Linked DNA regions of Sus scrofa: region 1 is linked to region 2. The links are chromatin contacts, called in public HiChIP or PLAC-seq maps. All regions are on one chromosome and are shown on one strand. Each heading gives the region's core, a stretch centred on a gene start, on an enhancer-like site or on the middle of the called end of the contact. The rest is flanking DNA. Distances are from core to core; before and after follow the strand shown.

Evidence for each region. HiChIP or PLAC-seq counts read pairs in DNA pulled down with a chosen protein or histone mark.
Region 1: a contact with region 2 is called in an H3K27ac HiChIP or PLAC-seq map of alveolar macrophages. The contact joins two enhancer-like sites. A contact is called at or near these places in 6 of 47 Hi-C or Micro-C datasets (embryonic fibroblasts, liver, retroperitoneal adipose tissue and 2 more) and 1 of 2 datasets of contacts at active chromatin or transcription factors (alveolar macrophages).

The regions. Positions count from the first base shown.
Region 1 is chr3:33,720,600-33,727,467 of Sscrofa11.1, reverse strand. No RefSeq gene overlaps it. Among named protein-coding and RNA genes, the nearest start is that of USP7, 30 kb to the left of the region's middle. Within about 2 kb of position 3,362, at least 1 of the 83 cell types and tissues checked has an H3K27ac peak or open chromatin away from gene starts, as enhancers often do. A contact at or near this core is called in alveolar macrophages, where this site is marked.
Region 2 is chr3:33,617,703-33,625,169 of Sscrofa11.1, reverse strand. No RefSeq gene overlaps it. Among named protein-coding and RNA genes, the nearest start is that of C3H16orf72, 34 kb to the left of the region's middle. Within about 2 kb of position 2,104, at least 31 of the 83 cell types and tissues checked have an H3K27ac peak or open chromatin away from gene starts, as enhancers often do. A contact at or near this core is called in alveolar macrophages, where this site is marked.

The DNA of each region.
Region 1 (6,868 bases), core at 2,113-4,612, 100 kb before region 2:
CTACAAATATATTTTAGTGAGTAGGTGATTTCGCAAATACAGAATCCATGAGTAATGAGTTTAGGCTATTTTATAACTCAGTTTTAAAAAGTTTGAAGGAGTTCCCGTCGTGGCGCAGTGGTTAATGAATCCGACTAGGAACCATGAGGTTGCGGGTTCGGTCCCTGCCCTTGCTCAGTGGGTTAACGATCCGGCGTTGCCGTGAGCTGTGGTGTAGGTTGCAGACGTGGCTCAGATCTGGCGTGGCTGATGGCTACAGCTCTGATTGGACTCCTAGCCTAGGAACCCTCATATGCCGCAGGAGCGGCCCAAGAAATAGCAAACAGACAAATAAATAAATAAAAAGTTTGAAGAAATCAGGGAGTTCCTGTCGTGACTCAGTGGTTAACAAATCCAACTAGGAGCTATGAGGTTGTGGGTTTGATCCCTGGCCTTGATCATTGGGTTAAGGATCCGGTGTTGCCATGAGCTGTGGTGTAGGTCTCAGACGCGGCTTGGATCCCGTGTTGCTGTGGCTGTGCTGTAGGCCGGCGGCTGTAGCTCTGATTGGACCCCTCTCCTGGGAACCTTCATATGCCGCAGGTGCAGCCCTAGAAAAGACAAAAAAAGACCAAAAATAAAAGGTTTAAGAAATCAGAGTGGAGATTCTCGCCATCAGAAAACTTCCTATCGGCTATATTTTCAGGACTAAACTGGTTGCCAGCACTGTTCTTAAATCTGAGTCTCCTTTTCTTCCCCTGCTGAGCGTATACGCTGTCTCCATTCACATCCCAAACATCACTGAGTGCCTCCTGTGTCCAGGACGCTGCCCTGTGAAACAAAGTCAGAGTTCCCAGAAATTAACCACCAGCTCTGGAGTACAACTCCTCTAAAAAAGGGAGTAGAATGTTTTCTTAAATAGAAAGAATTTGCACACCTGGTAAAAAAAAAATCAAAATAAGATTTCTTTTTTCCTTTTCTGCCACATCCAAGGCATATGGGAGTTCCCAGGCCAGGGGTCAAATCTGAGCCAGAGCTGCCACCTACTCTGGAGTTGTGGCAACGGTGGATCCTTAACCCATTGCACTGGGCCAAGGATCAAACTGGTGCCCCCACAGAGACAGATCAGATCATTAACCAACCACACCAAGTGGGAACTCCCCAAAATTCCTTTTCTCTTTTTTTTGTCATTTTAGGGTCGAACCTGCAGCATATGGAAGTTCCCAGGCTAGGGGTCTAATTGGAGCTATAGCTGCTAGCCTACACCACAGCCACAGTAACATGGGGTCTGAGCCACGTCTGTGACCTACACCACAGCTCATGGCAACGCCGGATCGTTAACCCACTGAGCAAGGGCAGGGACCGAACCCGCAACCTCATGGTTCCTAGTCGGATTCGTTAACCACTGCGCCACGACGGGAACTCCCAGATTTCCAATTTCTAAAGGAATAAAGGGCTTCCGAGAGTGCGTGTGTGGTTAAGGATGGGGTCTCTACAGACTGACATCTTCGTTGGAATCCTGATCTAGCTGTGGCCCTAGGGGTCGAATCGGAGCTGCAGCTGCCGGCCTACACCACAGCCACAGCAATGTGAGATCTGAGCTTCGTCTGCAACCTACACCACAGCTCACAGCAACGAAGGATCCTTAACCCACTGAGCGAGGCCAGGGATTGAACACACGTCCTCATGGATACTAGTCAGGTTAGTTAACTGCTGAGCCATGAAGGGAACTCCAACACTCTGCATCCTTTTAAAAAGCATTTATTTATTTATTTATTTATTTATTTATTTATTTATTTATTTTAGGGCTGCACCCACGGCATATGGAGGTTCCCAGACTAGGGGTCCAATTGGAGCTACCGCTGCCAGACTACACCACAGCTCACAGCAATGCCGGATCCTTAACCCACTGAGGGAAGCCAGGGATCAAACCCTCAACCTCATGGCTCCTAGTCAGATTCGTTCCTGCTGCACCACGATGGGAACTCCAGAAAGCACTTCTAAAACAGTACTGGAGTTTTCTTAATAAGCATCAATTTACCATCCAGCCTGCCATTCTGCTCCTAGGTATCTGCCCAAAACACATGAAAACACATGGCAATACCAACCTAAGGGTCAACATTTCTAGGGGCATTATTCACAATAGCCCAAAACTGGAAGAACTGAGGCATTCCTCTTTGGCTCCTCAGGTTAAGAACTGACTAATATCCATGAGGACACAGGTTAGATTCCTAGCCTTGCTCAGCTGGGTTAAGGATCTGGTGCTGCCATATAGCTTGCAGATGCATCTCAGATCCCATATGGCTGTGGCTGTGGTGTAGGCTTCAGCTGCAACTCAGATTGAACTCCTAACCCGGGATCTTCCATATGCCACAGATGCGGCTCTAAAAAACAACAAAAGCAAAACAAACCAAAAAAAAAAAAAAAAAAAAAAAAAAAAACCCAAAAACTGAAAGAACTGAATGACCACAGCTCAACAGATAAATAAACCATAGTTTATTGGTATCACTGAATACTATTCAGCCATAAAAAGGAATGAACTACCGACACGTGCTACAATGTGGATGAGCCTAGAAAACATGCTGCTCAGTGAAAGAAGTCAGATGCAAAAGGCCACGTAGTGTAGGATTCCATTCATATGAAATATCCAGAATAAGCAAATGCATCCAGACAGAAAGTGGATTAGTGGTTGCCTGGGCTGGTGGAGCAAAGGGGATTAACTGTAAATGGACCCAAGGGATCCTTTGAGAGGGATGGAAAGGTTCTAAAATTAGATTACAGGGAAGGTGGCAGAAGTGTAAAACATTACTAAAAACATCGGTTTGTACACTTTACTTCTTCCTTTTTTTTTTCTTTTTAGGGCCACACCCCAGGCATAGGGCATGTGGAAACTCCCTGGCTAGGGGTCGAATAAGAGCCGTGTCTGTGACCCACATCACAGCGCATGGCCACACTGGATCCTTAACCCACTGAGAGAGGCCAGGGATCAAACCCACATCCTCATGGATACTAACTGGGTTCATAACTCTGGGCCACAAGGGGAACTCCCGGATTGTACACTTTAAATGGGTTAAGTTTATGCTGTGTAAATTACACCTTAATAAAAGTAAAGAATAAAACATTTTTAATGTTGAGTAAAATCTGCTTCAGCTATAGCCATTCGTTAAATACACAGCTACTTGACTCCCAAGTTTTTTTTTTTTTTTTTTCTTTTTGGCCATGCCCACAGCATGTGGAAGTTTCTGGGCCAGGGACTGAACCCATGTCACAGCAGTGACCGGAACCACAGCAGCAACAATGGCAGATCCTTAACCCACTGAGCCACTGGGGAACTCTGTGAGTACAATGAGGAGCTTACTTCCCATTTACACTTGTTACAACATGTTGGCTCGGAGTTGCCACTGTGGTGCAACCTGTTAATGGTCCGACTTGCCTCTTTGGCCTCCACAGATCCCCTGACCAGCACACTGGGTTAAGGATCTGGCGTTGCTGCAGCTCTAGCTTAGGTTACATTCTAGCTCTGGCTTGGGTTCGATCCCTGGCCTGAGAACTTCCATAGGCCACAGATGCAGCAGAAAAGAAAAAAAAATATTGGCTACATTCCTCGTGATGTACAATACACCCTTGAGCCTGTCTTATACCTGATACTTTGTACCTGTCACCCCCTCACCTTGATATTGCTCCCCCTGCAAAGCTAACCACGTGTTCGTTCTCTATATCTAGGAGCCTGCTTCTTTTTCTTTTTCTTTCTTTTTTTTAGGGCCGCACCTAGACCTCCCACTGGCAGCAGCAAGGAGTCCCAGCAGTCCTCCCACAAGACCCCACCCCCATCCCCACCCCCCACACCCTTACCTGACCTGCAGCCCTCCTCCCCTGCCCTCCCCCAAGTTATTCCTCCCCAGAGACCCCCATGACCCTCTGTATTTCACTTCTCTTGTCTCTTCCCAATGAATGCAGGCTCCTCAAGGCCAAAGACTTTTTTTTGCTTTTTAGGGCCACACCTGTGGCATATGGAAGTTCTTGCCTTAGGGGATGAATCGGAGCTGAAGCTGCCAGGCCACACCAGAGCCATAGCAACGCCAGACCTGAGCTGTGTCTTTGACCTACACCACAGCTCACAGCAACCCCAGATCCTTAACCCACTGAGTGAGGCCAGGGATCAAACCCATATCCTCGTGGGTGCTGGTCGGGTTCACAAGCCGGTGAGCCACTACAGGTTCTCCCAAAGTCAGGGACTTTTGTCTCCACGGTTCCCGCAGCACCCAAACAGGGCCGGGCATCTAGTAGGCCCTCACTCAACAGGCACCCAAACATTGAAAAACAGCCCAATGCCACCTGCAGAGTGAGGATGGGTCGTGGGAGTCTGGGCGGAGGTGCTGGGGCTCGGGCTGCAGACAAACAAACAGGAATGTTCCAGACGTGGTCAGGGGCAGCCACGAAAGGCTGCTGAAGCAGGTTCTGGCCCAGGAGGGGCGGACAGGGTTCCTCCTCAGAGGGGGCAGGGCCCCAGGTCAGTCTGGGTGTGAGAGTCAAGCCGTCTCCACCCAGGAGGCCAAAATTGATCACACCCACCTGAGACCCCTCCTGTCTCCCAGCAGCTCAGAAAGAGCCAGAAGCCAGCCTCCAGGTCTTTCCCTCCTTAATGCAAAGCCTCTGCCCTCTCCTCCCTCTTGGTTTAGCTTCAAGGCTCAGCTCCAATGCCACGTCCTCCTGGAAATGTGGGAGGGGGAGAAACGTGGGCAGGGCTATCCCAATTCTAAGGTAAAACGTGGGCATTCTTTGGAGTCATTCATTCACTCACCGAATTTTTTTTTTTTTTTTTTTTTTTTTTTGTATTTCGGGGCCACACTTGTGGCATATGGAAGTTCTCAGGATAGGCGATCAAGGTGAAGCTGCAGCCGCCGGCCTACATCAGCCACAGCAATGCCAGATCTGAGTGACATCTGCGACCTGCACTTCAGCTTATGACAAGGAAGATCCTTAATCCACTGAGCGGGGCCGGGGATCAAACCCGCACCCTCATGGATACTAGTTGGGTTCTTAACCCACTGAGCCACAAAAGGAACTCCCACCAAGTTGTTTTTAGTCCCTGTTCTGTGCAGGCTTTGGGGAGATGGGGAGGAGGCAGAGCAGGTGGGGCAGACTGGACATTAACTGTTGGAACAAGAAATTATGATTATAATTACTACTATCATGATTTTGGACAGTCGGTATAGAGGTGAGCTGACCTCAGTCAATATCAGAGTCTGCAGGAGATGTTCTGGAAACCCAGGGCGCCCTGCCCAACAGTGTCCCCGTGACAGTGACGGCCACACTCAGGTTCTCCGTGCATGGCTTGGTTCCACCTGCAGAGTAACCTCAGGTTCTAGCGTCCTTATTTCCATTTCTCAGAATCCAAACACTGAGGCACAGGGCAACATCCCCCTAACAGGGAGCAAGGGTGGCGGCCGGAGAAACCAGGGCTGCTGGACGCTTACCTCCTTCTGTCCCTGCTTAGAAGGCACTCCCGGACCACCCTCCCTTTCCCTCAGCCTGCTTTGCTTCTCTTCCTGGCACTTTGAGACGTATCTATTTTTTATCCTTCTCCTCCCTGAGAAAGTAAGGCCAGAGGAAGCTTGCAGATGACTCATGACTCATCCCCGCTGCTGCGCACACCGAAAATAATTGGATTTAGAAAGAGAGGAGTTCAGATGACTTTGATTAGCCCTTTCAAATTATATCAGTTCCAGGAGCTCTCCTGTTTACAGAAATCCTTGCTGGACTTGACTGTTTCACAGGCTCGTTCCTAGGGCCAAGCACTGTGCCCTGCACATAGTAGGTGCTCAGTAAAGACTTGTTGAGAGGGGAGTTCCCGCTGTGCCTCAGTGGGTTGTGAACCCGACTGGTATCCATGAGGATGTGGGTTTGATCCCTGGTTTTGTTTTTTTTTTTGTTTTTTTGGTTTTTTTTGCCTTTTTGCCATTTCTTGGGCCACCGTGACATGTGGAGGTTCCCAGGCTAGGGGTCGAATCGGAGCTGAAGCTCCTGGCCTACGCCAGAGCCACAGCAATGCGGGATCCGAGCCACATGTGCAATCTACACCACAGCTCACAGCAACGCTGGATCCTTAACCCACTGAGCAAGTCCAGGGATTGAACCTACAACCTCATGGTTCCTAGTCGGATTCGTTAGCCACTGAGCCACGACGGGAACTCCTGATCCCTGGTCTTGATCAGTGGGTTAAGGATCCAGCGTTGCTGAGCTGTGGTGTAGGCTGGCAGCTGCAGCTCCAATCCTACACCACAGCCATGGCAACACTGGATCTGAGCCACATCTGCAAACTACACCGCAGCCTTCAGCAACACGGAATCCTTAGCCCACTGATGGAACTTGCATTGTCATGGATATTACACCCCATCATTAACACACTGAGCCACAACGGGAACTCCCTATCTTAACCGTTTTATTTTATTTTTATTTTTTTTGTTTTTTAGGGCCGCACCTGTGGCATATGGAAGTTCCCAGGCTAGGAGGTCAAATCAGAGCTGCAGCTGCCAGCCTATGCCACAGCCACGCCAACGCGGGATCCAAGCCGCATCTGCATCCTACACCACAACTCACAGAAACCCTGGATCCTTAACCCACTGAGGGAGATCAGGGATCGAACACATGTCCTCATGAATACTGGTTGGATTTGTTTCCACTGCACCACAATGGGAATGCCTATCTTAACCAATTTAAAGTGCAGTATTCACAAGTTGCTGGTACTAAGTACATTCACAATGTTGTGCAACCATTTCCACTATCAAACTGTTCCAGAACCTACTGGGATTATACCGTGAACCTAAAGGTTTCACACAAGCTCAGGGATCTGGGAAATGCTTGGAGACCATTCATGAATTATTATGAG
Region 2 (7,467 bases), core at 855-3,354:
GTCTGGAATATCAACGCTAAATAATTCTGATAGCTTTTTCTTTTTTTAAATGTGCCATTGAAGAGATTAACACTCATGCATTTTTGTGAAGAAAATTAAAATGTCAGACATTTCACCTTAAAGACCCTTTCAACTTGTCCTCTTTCACCCCTCCCCAAAGGTAAAAACTGAAACGTTTTGGAGCGTAACCTTCCCAACACTTTGCTTAGTCCTTTGTGGATGTAACCACTAAGCTGTGCTGCTGGTTGACTGACAGGTGGCTGCGTGAGAGTTCAGTGTTTTATGAGACCGTAACATGGAAGCCCCGGTCTTGCAAACGGATCGAGGGCCGGTATCAAGCACTTGGTGAAGCTTGTAGTCTGAGAAATGATCAGTTTTTAGGACAAAAGCTTGTCCACAGGTGGGTGAGATGTTGTTTTCCAGAGTGAAGCCAGCGCCTACCGGTGATGCCACAGGACAGCAAGTACAGGGGATCATCCTTAATGCTGGAATTGGGGGAGCCAGGCCCCCCGAACCCAAGGGCAGGCGACGCTGGGCCGACGTGTTTGCTCTGCATTTGGTTGCGGCACAGCCGTACATGGTAGCTGTGCTGGTCCTTTGCTGCAGGTCTGCTGGATGTGCGCTCTGAGCGGCCTGAAGTCCCATCATTCGTGGGACCGCCTTTGAGAGCTCTAGGAATCCTGGGCTCCATCCAGCTGCAACAACTAGCATGCTCAGCAGGCTGAAAACGGTTAAGCAGCCTGACGGAGAAGAAGGAAGGGTTTGGGGATGCTGGGGGCAGCTTTCCACTCCTGGTTTCCCTGGGCCGATTCAGCCCCTGGGCGCCCCGTGGACTAATAGTCCGGAGATCTTTCTCCATAAATCTACCAAGGTATGTGCTATTGTACCGTCGAGACTTGAGGAAGACATTAAGGCCCACCATTGGTCGGTCTTAGGGGTGATGGTGGTGCTGGGCTGAAATTCCTGGGGGAGTGGGGGACGCTTTCCAAACCATGGAGAAGGCTGTTTATACTCTTTTCACCCATTTCTTCTACTTTGGGTGTCATGGCCACAAAGTGAATTTCAAGGTGTATCTAGAAATTTGTAACTACCACGCAGTTACAGTTGGGGGCTTCTTAGGTTAACAGAACTGCGTTTGCTTACACAATTATATTCGGTACACGAAGGCTTGTCTCTTGCCCATCTGTCTCTGTTTCTCAAGTGTTTCGGACTGTGACTGACAATAAGAAATGCCTTTCCCATCAAGACCTAGTGTGGACACATACACACAGACCCACACACCACTGCAACAACTTGTAGAAAGTTCTTAGCTCTCCGAGGGTGGTGCACTCCACTTTTCGGTTTCTTGCCATTTCTCTGAACAGGATGCTATGTGAACTACTGCGTGCTTTCCCATCCAGTTTGAGTGCCCAGCTCTGGACGTCAGCACCAGGCACAAAGGGTAGGAAAGCTGGACATTTCTTGAATGAGTAGGTGTAAAGTAGCTTGCAGTTTTCTAGGTTTTCATGAAAAGTCTTCACTCTTTTTTTTGTGAGCCTTCACAGTCTTCCAAGAACCAGCTGGTTAAGAGCAGGACTTGGTGAGTGAGGTGAGCCCTCCCTCAGGTCCGGGAAGAGGTGAAGATGCCTTGGACGACAGCTGGCACGTGGTAAGCACACACAGGAGCCCAGAAATAGTAACCGCCATCGTCCCTCTGGATAAAATCCCCATTTTGGGGCGTGAGCAGGATCTCTTCTGGGTTCTACACTCGCCTCCAGCAAAGTCCTTTCCTTATGTTCACTCTTCCCCCCCAGTTCCATGGTCCTCGCCCTGCTTGCACATAGTAGAATCAGCCGTGGTCAAGTGTACCCCAGACCAACTAGCTGGGGCCTCCTTGGGGGTGGCACCTAGGCAGCAGCATTTTTCAAACTTCTGCAGTCAGAACCATTGTCTGAGGACCTCTGGTTCATTCAGCCAAGAGTGCAGAGGGGAATGTGGCCTGGCCCTTTCTGGATTGTTGACTGGGCAGGTGGCCAGTGGCACTGGGCTTCTCAGGGCCAGCCCTGAGGCTGAGGGCAGCTGTCAGAGGACTCCACCCCTCCCCTCCCCTTGGCTGCCTGCCCAGCCACCTTCAGTCCCTCAGGCTTTGAGGAAGTCTGGACACCACCAGTCTGTTCCTCTGGGGAGGCTGTCTTACTGGGCTTGGCGGAAGGAAGTTTATACTCACAAGGTCCCAGGGCGCTGGGAATCCTGGCCCACCAGGAGTGACCAAGCAGCTGTGTCCCGGGAGGTGGCTCTCCTGCACCTGGCAGGGCTGTGTCACCTTGGGAGAGGTTTAAAAATACAGGTTCCTGGAGTTCTCGATGTGGCTCAGTGGTTAGTGAATCCGACTAGGCACCATAAGGTTGAAGGTTCAATTCTTGGCCTTGCTTAGTGGGTTAAGGATCCGGTGTTGCCATGAGCTGTGGTGTGGGGTCGCAGACACAGCTCGGATCCCGAGTTGCTGTGGCTGTGGTGTAGGCCAGCAGCTACAGCTCTGAGTGGACCCCTAGCCTGGGAACCTCCATATGCCGCGGGAAGCAGCCCTAGAAAAGACACACACACACACACACACACACCGCACACACATACACACACACATTCATCCTGAGTTCGCTCAGTGGGTTAAGGATCCCACAGTGCCGTGAGCTGTGGTGTGGTCGCTGTGGCTGTGGCGAAGGATCGCAGCTATTGCTCTGATTCAACCTCTAGCCTGGGAACTTCCACAAGCCTCGGGTGCACCCTAGAAAAAACAAACCAAAAATCAAAACAGGTTCCTGAACGACCCACCTCCACACTGAATCCAAAGGTCTCGGGTGGGGATTCTGTTTCTCTTTGTAAAGAAGGTAAATTAAAGGATAAAGTAAAAGTGGATCCTAAGTGCTACTACCTGGTTAGCTCTGTTTAGTTTGTTTTTGTTTTTGGCCACACTGGCATGTGGAAGTTCCCTGGGCCAGGGTTGAACCTGCACTGCAGCAGTGATAATGCTGGGTCCTTAACCTGCTAGACCACGAGAGAACTCCACCTCAGTGTACATTGTACATCCATAATACGTGCACTTAGAAAAATAGTACGAAAAAGTTCAAGGTGAAATGTCTCCTGGATGTCATCCTGTGTGTAGTTGAGCCTGGAGTTGTGTGGCCTGCGACCATGAGGGAAGCAGGGCCAAGGCTGATGAAAACAGCAGAAAACAAAGGACTCTGGTCCCCGAGCAATGCCAGCCATTGCATTAACTCAGTTTGGAAGAGCATTCCAGAAAATGAGGGTGGAGTGCACCTCCTCCCATCCCTGCAGACCCTAAGCCTCCCTACCTCATCCAGAGTGACTGGGTGCACATGAAAAAGAATTGCTACGCATGTACTTGAATATATGTGTTCTCGAGAAACTATATAAAAGGTCACAAGCGCTTTCAACTGCATTTTTGTTTTCAGTTAAAATAGGTTAGAGCTCTTCCCTCACCCGCCCCTACAGATGTGGACCTTGTGTTAGTCATGAATATTGCAACGAAAAGCTCCTCGTAGGCAGGTCCGCCAGCTGCACTTTCCGGATGAGGAAGAGTGAGACTTGGGTGGCCGCTGCCCGGCGCGTGTGCGGGGCGCCTGGAACCTCGTGGCCAGTCACCCACTCACCCACCCAGGCCTCGGTTTCCCGCTGGTGAGGGGCTTGTTGGTGAGGGCGGGATGAGGCGGTGCCGCACGGGAAGGGGCCCTGGCTTCCAGTGAGCACCAAGCGCCTCATCCCGGCTGCTGCGAGGCCGCAGGGCCGCCGAGGCCCCCAGGCCAGAGGGGGCGCTCTGGGGAGGAGGGGTCGGCGAGGGACCACCACGGAGGGAAGGGGTGGGCTGTGCCCAGCGGCGCCGCCTGGGACCCGACGTGCGGGAGACGGAGCTGCGCAGTGAACCCCGCTTTAAACCCGCTCGCTAGGCCCCGCGCAGCGGGCGCGCCTCCAGCTCAGGAAGCCCGAGCGCCGACAGGGTAGGCGGCCAGCGCGTCCCCGCTGGGGCTTGTTTCCTCCTCACAGGGGCTTACGCCGCCGGGGGTGGGGGCCTCAAGGCTCAGGGGGGTCGTTTCCAGGCTCTGGGCCGCGAGCCGGCTCTGTCCCAGGCTAGGGAGGACCAGGGCCCGAGGCCGCAGTGCTGTCACCCGCGCTGGCGTTCTCCGAAGGTGGCGGCCTGGGCGTCCCCTTCCTGGGCATGACCTAGCAGGTCGTACCGGGCGGGGTGTGGGGGTGGTCACCGCACTGGACCCTTCCCCAGAGGCCCATCCTTATGAGCTTTTGCTCCAGGTCTTAGGGGTGCTGGATTTTGATTTCCTCCCTTTGACCCATTGGTGGCGAAGGCCGCCCCTTTATTCTTCCTGGTTTGTGTTCACTCAGCTCAGCGGCCCTTCCCCACCATCCTCTCAAGCCCTTGTTCTCATCCGGTGGTCATTTCATTTACTGGTTTACTTTTGAGCTGCGTCTGCCTTTCCTGGACTGTGTCGTGGGCCCTTTACCTGTCACTGTGCCTGCCACCGAGCAGACATCCGGGAGGAAATACTTGTTGATAGGATGAGGGGATCCCCATTTGACAGATAAGACAGAGGCACCAGAAGCTTCAGGTGGTGCCTCAGCCAGGATCTGAACCCACATCTGTCTGCTTCCGCCCTGTGTAGAAGGCGCCTGAGCATTCCACGTCCAGGTGGATCAAATTCACTAGGATTGGGACCATGGGCAGATTACCTTAACTGGAGCCTCAGTGTCCTCTTGCAGAGTGGGGATGGCCTGGGTTAACTACCGCCCAGGAATATGAGCGTGTAGATTACCTGACGCTTTCATTTTGGGGGCCTGGATGGGGACTGAAAGATCCCTGTGTGATCTGGTCAACTTGGATGAACTTGGATTGAGTTTGAGAACGTCTCTCAGTTGCATACTATTAGTGACGCAAGCAGATACTGGTGTTCCTTCACCCAAGAGCCATGCACCTGGCAAAGGCCTGACCCTCCCAAAGGCCTGACCCCTGTAGGGACCCAGCATTGGCCTTGAGCCTGTCCCTTAGGCTGGGAGTCCCACATTCTCCGGTGGCGACTCACTTCCTGTTTCGGCCTGGAATTTGGATGACAGAGAAACAGCACTGTGTCAGCTCCATGGAAAAGGCTGGGTCTGCCCACCAGAGCCTTAAAGGGACAGCCCTTCTAGGGCAGGGCTTGTCCTGGGGATTCCTGGTGGTGAGTGGGGTGCTGATGCATGGGGCCAGAGATCGGGAGTCAGGATTTGAGAGCCCGGGGGCGGTGGGGGGGGGGTGTCTGCTGCCAGATCCCATGGGCCTCTTTTCCTCTAAAGACTCTCTTCCACCCTCTTCCACCTCCCAGTGCCCAATCCAGTTGTTGGGCCATTGTGGAAGGACCTGCTCTGCCAGGACTTCACTCCTTAATCCTGTTGAGCTCGGTGCTTGGTCTGGGCCTCTGCTATTAAACTGGGTAACGGTACCCTACGCTGACTGTGAAAATTCCATGAAGTCCTGTTCGTCCAAGGTGGTACACTCAGATGCTGATGGGGTCAGATCCATGAGTGAAGCTGTCATGCCTGTGACGAAGGTGAATTGCAGGGTGCACAGCTGCTTAAGGAAGCTTTAGTTCAACACATGCTGGTGGCCCAATTAAGCACCTTCTGTAGGTCAGGGCTCCTGGGACGATGGGTGGATGCCTTTCCAAGCTCCTTTAAGAACGGCTATTCAGCTTTCTGGGGCTCATCTTGCCCACCTTTAAAATGGGTCCTCAGTTCCCGTCATGGCTCAGTGGAAACAAATCTGACCGGCATCACAAGGACGAAGGTTCGATCCCTTGCCTCGCTCAGTGGGTCATGGATCCGGCATTGCCATGAGCTGTGGTGCAGGTGGCAGACGCGGCTCAGATCTGATGTTGCTGTGGCTGTGGTGTAGACCAGCAGCTACAGCTCCGATTTAACACCCTAGCCTGGGCACCTCCATATGCCGTGGGTGCGGCCCTAAAAAGCAATAAATAAATAAGTAAATAAAATGGGCCCTCTCACCAGTCCTGGATTTGGGGTCTGGCTTGAGACACTCGGGACTCTGTGACCTGTGATGTGCAGTTACTTATTCTCAGGGTTTGGCTCCTGCTCTCTGACCCCCCAACTCCCTCCCATTCCCAGACTGTACCACCCCGGTTCTGGTGGTGCCTTAGGGCTGCCCTCCAGGGCTTTGTCTCAGAAGCCCTTCCTAGGCCCCAGCTATGGCTGTCATCCTTCTGTTAGCTTTCGGCAGGAGACATGGCTGTGGGCAGAGCAGGCTTGGGCTTCTCTGAGTGCAGCAGGGTGGGCCAAAACAAACAGGAAGTCCACCAGTCCTGCAGGAATTTGTGTTATGGCCACAGGGAGATGAAGGGCTAGTCATACTGATAACCCCATTTCTCTTGGGTGTTTTACATGCATATCCCATGGCAAGGTTGCTGCAACCCCTAAGGCATGTGTCTGTGTCTGTGTTGCCATGGGAGAAGCTGCTGCTCAGAAAGGTTGAGTGACTTGTCTGAGGATACCCAGCTGGGACTCAAATTTGGAATTTTCTCTCTCTCAAGTCTAGACTCTCTCCTCCTGTGTTACTTTCTTTACCTGGTCAAGATACAATCCATGTTTTCATGGAGTTTGTAGGGAGTTCCCGATGTGGCTTAGAGGGTTTAGAACCCGACATGGTGTTGATGAGGATGATGTGGGTTCGATCCCTGGCCTCTCTGAAATGTGGCTCCAGTTCTGGTGTTGCTGTGGCTGTGGTGTAGACCAGCAGCTGCAGCTCTGATTCACCCTTAGCCCAGGGACTTCCGTATGCCACAGGTGTGGCCATAAAAAGAAAAACAAAAATCATGAGTTCCCGTCGTGGCTCAGTGGTTAACAAATCCGACTAGGAACCATGAGGTTGCGGGTTCGATCCCTGGCCTTGCTCAGTGGGTTAAGGATCTGGTGTTGCTGTGAGCTGTGGTGTAGGTCGCAGACGCGGCACCAATCCCACGTGTTGCTGTGTCTCTGGCGTAGGCTGGTGGCTACAGCACCCATACTTAGCTATGCCATGGGTGTGGCCCTAAAAGGACAAAAAAAGACAAAAAAAAAAAAAATCCATGGAACTTGTAATACAGTGGGGAGTTGTCATTCAGGATCATTTTGCATGTTTACTTTTGCTTTTTATTCACTCCAGTTAAATGGTGGTATTTCGTGGCCTCAGTATAAAGAGAGATAATAGCTTCTTTTCTACTCAATCATGCCTTTTCTTTAGTATAAAAATGGAATTTTTTAATTAAAATGCCTGGCACACTAAAGAAGTAGAACAACACAGCAGGGCTAAAAAAACACATAATGCTGATATACATTCTCTGGACACAGGCTGCCTGGATTGGAATATCCTGGCTCTACCACCAGTGAGATGTGTGATCTTGAGCAAACGCACTGAACTGCTCTGTGCCTGTT